Linked DNA regions of Hordeum vulgare: region 2 is linked to region 1. The links are chromatin contacts, called in public Hi-C maps. All regions are on one chromosome and are shown on one strand. Each heading gives the region's core, a stretch centred on a gene start, on an enhancer-like site or on the middle of the called end of the contact. The rest is flanking DNA. Distances are from core to core; before and after follow the strand shown. Region 1 has its middle 16 kb from the start of LOC123446480. Region 2 holds the start of LOC123446481 (heavy metal-associated isoprenylated plant protein 35-like).

Region 1 (3,987 bases), core at 668-3,167:
TGATGGATCTTCCTGTGGGAGCGGACGGCTTCTCCGTTGTCGGCTCGTCTGCATCTAGACTGTTTTGACCTTCGTCTCATTTTCGTGTAGCCCGGGCGCTACTTCCATCAAAGTGTTGACCCTCTCCCAGCTGCGGTTCATCGCTCGTCTCACGCCCCGTGCAGCAGGATCGATCTCGTCTCGCGCACGTGCAGCAGGGTCGGCTCGTCTCGCGCACGGTGCAGCAGGACTGACCTCGTCTCGTGCATGGTGCAGCGGGACCGAGCTCGTCTCGTGCTCGGGGGCTGCAGGATGGGTCGATGGAGGTCAGCACTGGCCGGCATATCGGGTCTCAGCGTTGGGGGGTCTCCCAGGGGTTGCTTTATTTATAAAGCGGAGCGAAAGCCTTTTTCGGTAACACAGGGACTTAACGCAAAAAACCACTCCAACATGATAGAGAAAAACACACGGACATCAACCTACTAATCTTCAGTATGTCGGGAAAGGTTACAAAAGTCGAGAATTTACAAACAATTAACTTCTCATTGCGACGGCTTACAAGCGATATACCGGCGGGACTTTACGTCCAAGGCCGAGCCCACGGGTGTGCAAACTAAGCGGCCCGCACAGGGCTCATAAATTCTAGGCCCTAAAATTCTTGTTGTAGGTCTGATTGAGCAAACAGGTAGGTCTAGTTGAGCTAGGAGGCCGAAATGCCTGGATAGTGCATAGCACGCCTGGCTCTCAAGTAATTTGATCACTTCTAAAAAAAGTAATTTCATTGTTTATCGATGGCTGAGAGAATACCGATTGTTCTCATGATCTATGGGCGTGAGCTCAAAAATAGGACCCCTGATGTACCCATAATAAAAGTAACATAGATAGTAGTATAAGTGCCACCTAAGCAAAAAATATGATGTGACAACTAATAAATAAGAAGAGATAGAAAATGAATAACTTAGCATGTTACTACCTCTATAAGAGCAAGTACAATAGAGCTGAGTCAGCTGGCTATAAGGAATAAACTAATATATTTTTGTTTAGTTAGAGGAAAGAAAAGAGAAGAGAGAAGGTAAGCGGGCTCTTAGAGCATGGTTAATAGTATAGCCAACTGTTGGCTATAAGCATTCTTATAGCTCATCTTATAGCTAGCTTGTACAATAGTTAGCTGTAAAAGAGTACTACTTTTATCATATATGGCCCATCTTTCATTCTCACAAAGCACCTAGGAGCACGTGCTAGAGTTGGCTCTTCACGAAGAACCCGTTTTCCTTCTCTCTCCTCTTCTCTCTCATCCAACTCAACAAAAATATAATATTTTAATCCTTACAGCCTGCAGACTGTACCTTATTGTACTTACTCTTAGCTAATAGTCAGCTCTAGCACGTCCTCCTAGGCATTTTATGAATATGAAAGGTGAAACATATAATAAAGAAGTAGTACACTTTTGTAATGAACTATTGTACATGTTGGCTATAAGATGAGTTATAGATGACATGTCAATAGCTTATAGCCAGCAGCTGGCTATACTATTGTACTTCCTCTAAGTAACATAATGGATACCAAGGCAAGATGAGTCTATAGCCTAATAAATAATAGGCTCAATGTTACTAACCCTATGTTACTATCCACTATGAAGGTAGTAACTTAGACTAGTAACATATACTCCATATGTTCCTAAATATAAGTCTTTTTAGAAATTTCATTAAGGGACTACGTACGGAGCAAAATGAGTGAACCTATACTCTAAAGTATGTCTATATACATCCGTACGTAGTCTTTTAATGGAATCTCTTAAAAAACTTATATTTAAAAACGAAGGAAGTATACGTTACTAGTCTATGTTATTGGTCATTATAAGTAGTCTAATGGTGCAGCAACCAACCCGTAGTTGCCGGCAGACGACACAACAAAGGACCGACGGTAAGGCCCGCAATGCTGGCAGGCATGACAACAACAACAGGTGAGAAGGACAGCCGTGTTTTCCAACAACGCGAGTAGGACATGCACATGGCTGTTTTCCAACAACGCGTTCTAAATCAACTTAACTAAATAAATTTTTAAATTAACTAATCAAGAGCAGTGATTACCATCCCCCATGTCGCCTTTAGGGCAGCCCTGGCAGAACCATAGATCGAGCCGTCACCGGCCTCTCTCCCACCTTCGATGTTGAGTAACATTATTGTTTAGGAAAGCACACATAAACTAGAATTTGTTTCCGTCTTAACTTATACTTTAAGATGATCATATATTCCTATATATATTTTCTATATATATATGTCCACGAGGCTCAAGCAATACAACAACTATTCCATCAATTCCTCTTATCCCGTTCAATATGGTATCTGCCGCAAGTTTCTTGACCTAGCCGCCGCCACAGCTTCCGCCCCGCGCGCCGCCCCTAGGGCGGTCGGCCTCCATGACCGCCGCCGGGGCCGCGCCGCCCGTACCTAGGGTTCGTCCGTCGGTCATGTTGACCGGCTGCCCTAGAGAGTCTTTTTCCCGATCTCCTCATCCGGGTTTTCTCTCTCATGTCGGTCTCTTGATCGGCGCTCTTTCTTTTTGGTTTTTGGATCTAAGATCAGTTTGCGTCGCCCGCCGCCGCCGACGACCACCACGCCTCTACTCCGACATCGGCGCGACCCGGCGGCCTCGCGCAAACCCGGCGGGTACTCAACACCGTCGACCACACGCCGGCACGCCCATCGATCTCCGCCGGTTGTCATCGCCCTCCTCCGATCGGGACGCCTGCATCGCCTCGACCCGACGGCCTCACGCCATGCGGCGGCCCATCACAGCCGTCGTTCGCGCGCCGCCTGCCCGTCGATCTTCACCGTCGCCTCGTACGGTCGGGCCGCCGCCTGCCTCGAGCCGGCTACAATGGGCCGACTGCGTCGGGCCGGCTGCCGCCTCCAGCCCTGCCACCTGCCTCGGGCTGGCTGTCGGCTGCGTCGGGCTGGCTTCCGCCTCCGACCGCAGCGCGTGCCTTGGGCTGGCTGCGTCGGGTCAGCTGCCGCCTCCGACCGCGCCGCCTACCTCGGGGTGGCTGCCGCCTCCGGCCACACCGCCTGCCTCACGCCAGCTGCGTCGTGCCGGCTCCAGCTCCGTCCTTGCCGGCTGCTTCGCACCGGCCGCCTCAGGCCGACTGTTCCGCTGCCTGCGTCACGCCGGCTGCTTCGGGCCGCCTGCGTCGCGCTGGCTGCCGGGCCTGGCCGCCACCCCGCCTCCACTGAACGACTTCCACGACCTCGCGTGCGATCGGATTGATCACCCGCCCGCCCGCGATCTGCCTCATCTATGTCGTGCGACCGACCTGGCCCGTTGGTTGCGCGCGCCTCCACAGGCCTCGTGAAGACTGTCCCGAATAAAGCGCGCCCCTCCACCGATCGAGCATCGGGCTGCCGTGCGTAGCCCCATCGGGCCGCAGCGCCGTCGCCCGCGAGCCGCTGCTACACCGTTCCTTCGGGTTGTAGTGCTGCGGCACGCGGTCCCCGCTGCCGCCCGAGGCCGTCCTCGTCGCTGCACCGACCCGCGCACCGCCGTTGCATCGCCCCTTCGGTCTGTAGCATTGCGACACGCGGTCTACACCGCCACCCCGAGGTATTCCGCCATCACCCCGACCCGCGCGCTGCCGCTTCGTCGCCCGTTCGGGTCGTAGCGTCGCGGCGCATGGTCCACTCCGCCGTCCCCGCGCGTCGAGTTCCTGTGGTATGTGCCGCGCCATCTCCTTCGGCGCGGGAATGCCATCATCCACGCCGGTCTTCGTCATGGTATCGGGCTCTTCCTCGCCTACTTCGAGCATCGCCGCCGCGCTCCTAACCAGCCGGCGCCGCCGCCATCAGGCCGCGCCGCCGCTCTTCTTTGGCGCTGCTGCAGCTCGCTCACCCAAGTCGCATCGCCCGTCCACTTGCTTCATCTCCGTCCAGCACTAGCTCATCGCCAGCGTCGCCGTCGTCTTCCCCGACCGCTTCATCTACGCCGACCACCGCGGGCAACATCGACCCCGCC
Region 2 (3,773 bases), core at 736-3,235, 380 kb before region 1:
CTGGGGGGTAGTCATCATAGGCACCGCCGGCTCCCGGAGCAGGAGGCGGCGGCACAGACGGCAGATCCTCGCCATGCGCGATTTGGTGAATCAGCTGCACCGGCGGGCGGTGTGCGTTGCCGGCTTGGCCCCATTGTGGAATTTGCAGGGCCCGTCGAGCATTGCCTCGAAGGTGTACTCGGCCTGCCATGGCTACTTGCCTTCGTTAGTGCGCTAGCGCCGGCTGGAGCCTTGGTCGTCGGCCATGTGGCCACCCAGCGAGGCGGTGGTGAGCACCTTCACACGGTCGCAGAGATCGTTGATGCTGCGGGAGAGGTCGCTCTCGTCGGATGGCGGCAGCTTATCGCAGCTGAGCACCTCGGTGGGATACTTGTCGGCAACGACCGCAACATAGATGCGGCGCAAGCCTAAAGAGACAATGGAGCCGTCAACGGGGAAGTCCGCGTCCTCGAGACGGCCGGCGTTGTCGTTGACGCTGTCGAGTGCGTCGTAGCGCACAACAGGACCGTGCACCACACGCTCGCCAGAAGGGGTGAAGGGTCCCGCTTGGAACGTTACCTCGGCCGGCGTCGCTATCGTCCCCACAATGGGCGTCAACTGTCGTGGTATTTTCGGGACAAATGCCAAGGGGTTGCTTAGTTCCTGGTTTGGGGCCGATGGGTGCCAGCGGTGTCTGGGAACGGGTGTAGGCGCAACACGCATGACGCGATCTACCCAGGTTCAGGGCCCTCCGGTGAGGTAAAACCCCTAGTCCTGCTTGTGTGACTATATGAGAATCACAGTACAAAGGGTGCTCCTTGAGTTGTTTGTGAGGAGGGAGACGGAGCTCTAGCAGCCGGCCTCACTGCCTCCATGGTGTTTCTCTAGTGTTCCTGGTGTGTGTATCGGATCTCTCTTTCTCTCTCTCTGCCTTCATCTGTTTCTGGTTGCCCCTCTATGGGGTCAGGGACTGATCACCTTGTCTCGTCTTTGCGCCCGTGGCCACGCCGATCATGTGAACGGGTACTGCTGCCACGAGAGCCTGTGTATCATTCGTCTTGTCTTGTCTTCGTACGAGACTAAGGCCGGTTGGGACGGAAGCCGGCCGACCGGCTGGCGACGGGCCAGCCGGCCCGGTCGAATCCCGCCAGTCAGCCCGACACGCGTCGGCCAGGCGGACCGGCTATCGCTAGCCGGTCCGGGGGAAGGAGGCAGGCGGTCCCAAATGTTTTAAAGACGGCTAATCTCCACTTTTAGTATACCTAGGGATAATATCCTCGTCATTCATACTTAATGTAATGCATTGTGTTCCTTTCACTAAGAAAAAGACTGGATTTGTAAGTCCGGTGTAAATGCTCTAACATGCATCCAATCCGAACACGGGCGAAGGACCCGGTAGGTCGAGGCTGAGCGTCTGCCCTATCTTGATTATGCGCAAATCTTGTATACTTGTACATGTTACGTCGATTTGTACGTATGCATTTAGATACAGCCGCATGCATCGATGAAAGAAAGAAAAAACAAGGAAAAGTAGGACATGGTCATATGGGTTGGGTTCATCCCAACACAACCCCAAAAACCAAGGCCAAGCACAGGAGCATCCACCCAGCGATCCATGCCGAGCACACGACTATACTCCCTCCGTTCCTAAATTATAATTAGACTTTTTAAAATTTTTATTATAGACTGTTTATGAATGTATATAGACATTGTTTAAAATGTAGATTCATTTATTTTATTTGATATATAGTCTATAGCACAATCTTTAAAAGGTGTTATATTTAGGAATGGAGGGAGAAAAAACTCGTCCTCCGCCACTGGATCCGAGTGCGGGCGGAGCCACCGGCACGCCTTCTTTGACGACGCCTGGTACGTACGAACGGAACGCCGCCGGGTGTGTTAACAAACTAACAATACGCCCCCAGCAGCAAAGCATCCGGCCCATATGTCAGTGTCCTATGTGGTCGTACTCCGCCCCCGCATCCACCTATAAAGTTGAGCACCGCATCTGCTGCCTCCCCTGCCTGAGTTCGCAACGTCTTGAGAGCCACAGACTCGAGCGCCTGCTTCCCAAGCGAGACAAGGTGATCAGTCCCCAGGGCGCACTCCCATCCCATCCCATGGCGTCGGGACAACCGGCCGTGCAGGTACACCATTTTGCCCCGTTACGAATACGAACCAACCCCTATGCTCTTCTTCTCGATGAATTGAATTCAGTTGCTCATGTGGTAACATTTTTTGGGATCTGCAGACCTTCGTGCTGAGGGTGACCATTCACTGCCATGGCTGCAAGAAGAAGGTCCGGAAGGTGCTCAAGAGCATCGAAGGTAGCGTCACTCTCCTTCTCCTGGCGCCAATTTTGCGTTGCGTTTTCGTGTGGCTTTCGGCTTATAATTAACCAAGTGGTTGTCGTTTTGGTTGGGATGTTCAGGCGTGCACGACGTGAAGGTGGATGCCCAGCAGCACAAGGTGATGGTGACGGGCACCGTGGACGCCGAGACGCTCGTCAAGAGGCTGCACAAGTCAGGCAAACAGGCCCTGCCATGGCAACACACGCCTGCCAAGAATCCCGAGCCTGCGCCGTCGCCGTCAACCCCAACCGATGCCCCCGCGCCGGCCGAGGACGGCAGCAACGATGCTGCTGTGGCCGACAAGAAGCCGGCGGTGCCTGCCAAGGAGCCGCAGACCAGCAGCTCGGACAAGAAGCCGGAGCAGGAGACGTCCCCGGAGAAGAAGCCTGAGATGGACAAGGAAGCAGAACCTGAGAAGAAGGCTGAGAAAGAGGAGGCGAAACCAAGCGACGAGTCAAAGAAAGCCGGCGGCGAGGGCGCGGCGGCCGAGCCCAAGGCAAAGGGCACCGAGCCCGCGGAAACCACAAAGGAAGCCGGCAATAACGAGGGCGAGGGGAAGAAGAAACAGAGCAAGCCCAAGGACGCGGACAGGTCCCTACCCCCAGCGCCAGCGCATGTGCCGAGGCACCCGCACCACGAATTCAATCCTTACAACGCGCCGCAGCCGGTGATGAGCTACAACATGGCGCAGCCGAGAGCCAGCGTGTCCCACTACGCGCCGCAGCCGGAGCAGGGCTACTCGCAGCCGCAGGCCGGCTACTCGTCCATGACGCAGCACTCACCGGCGCAGCAGGCCTACTCCCAGCACGCGCAGCCAATGCAGCAATGGTCGCCATCATACCTATACATGCCGTACCCGCACGCGTCGCCGGAGTCCTACTACCAAGACTACTACAGCCCGCCCGGGACGAACGCGTCGCCGCCGCCCCCGCCGCCGCTCCACGACTCGTACAGCCTATTCGACGACGAGAACCCCAACTCGTGCAGCGTCATGTGACCAAGGAGGGAGGCGGGGCTTGGTAATCGTAACAGAGACCTCTCTGGTTCTAGCTAGAGTGTCTTGATAATCTCTTCGATTGGGAGGTCAAAGCTCTCTCTTGTCTAATCCTTTTTTCTTCTCTTCTTCCTCTTTAATTTCTTCTTTTGTTATTGCTACTATTTCTGTTCTAAATAGAGCATGTAATTGTAATGGGATACGCCTTTACATGTAGTACTAGCATCAATGAAATATCTTGTTCCCTACTACCACTGGCATTTTGTATAAGCTAAAACATGAGAGAAACGGATTATATGTAATACAGCTAAAAAATCTTCTCTAGAGAAATTAACTAATTACTATTCGCTTTGTTCCTAAATACTCCCTCCGTCCGGAATTACTTATCATATAAATGGATGTATTCCGGACGAAGGGAGTATAAAACTTTTAAAAAAAAATTACACTAA

The links. A called contact is a pair of places that touch in the nucleus more often than the background predicts.
Region 2: a contact with region 1 is called in a Hi-C map of seedling, with 3 times the contacts expected there. The contact joins the promoter of LOC123446481 here to the enhancer-like site in region 1. A contact is called at or near these places in 3 of 6 Hi-C or Micro-C datasets (leaf and seedling).

The regions. Positions count from the first base shown.
Region 1 is chr4H:361,176,706-361,180,692 of MorexV3_pseudomolecules_assembly, reverse strand. No RefSeq gene overlaps it. Among protein-coding and RNA genes, the nearest start is that of LOC123446480, 16 kb to the right of the region's middle. Within about 2 kb of position 1,917, at least 3 of the 3 cell types and tissues checked have open chromatin away from gene starts, as enhancers often do. A contact at or near this core is called in leaf and seedling, where this site is marked.
Region 2 is chr4H:361,559,360-361,563,132 of MorexV3_pseudomolecules_assembly, reverse strand. It overlaps LOC123446481 (heavy metal-associated isoprenylated plant protein 35-like), which reads left to right and starts at 1,985. Exons shown (of 3, transcript XM_045123064.1): 1 at 1,985-2,126; 2 at 2,231-2,306; 3 at 2,411-3,572. The coding sequence starts at 2,100. The coding sequence ends at 3,327.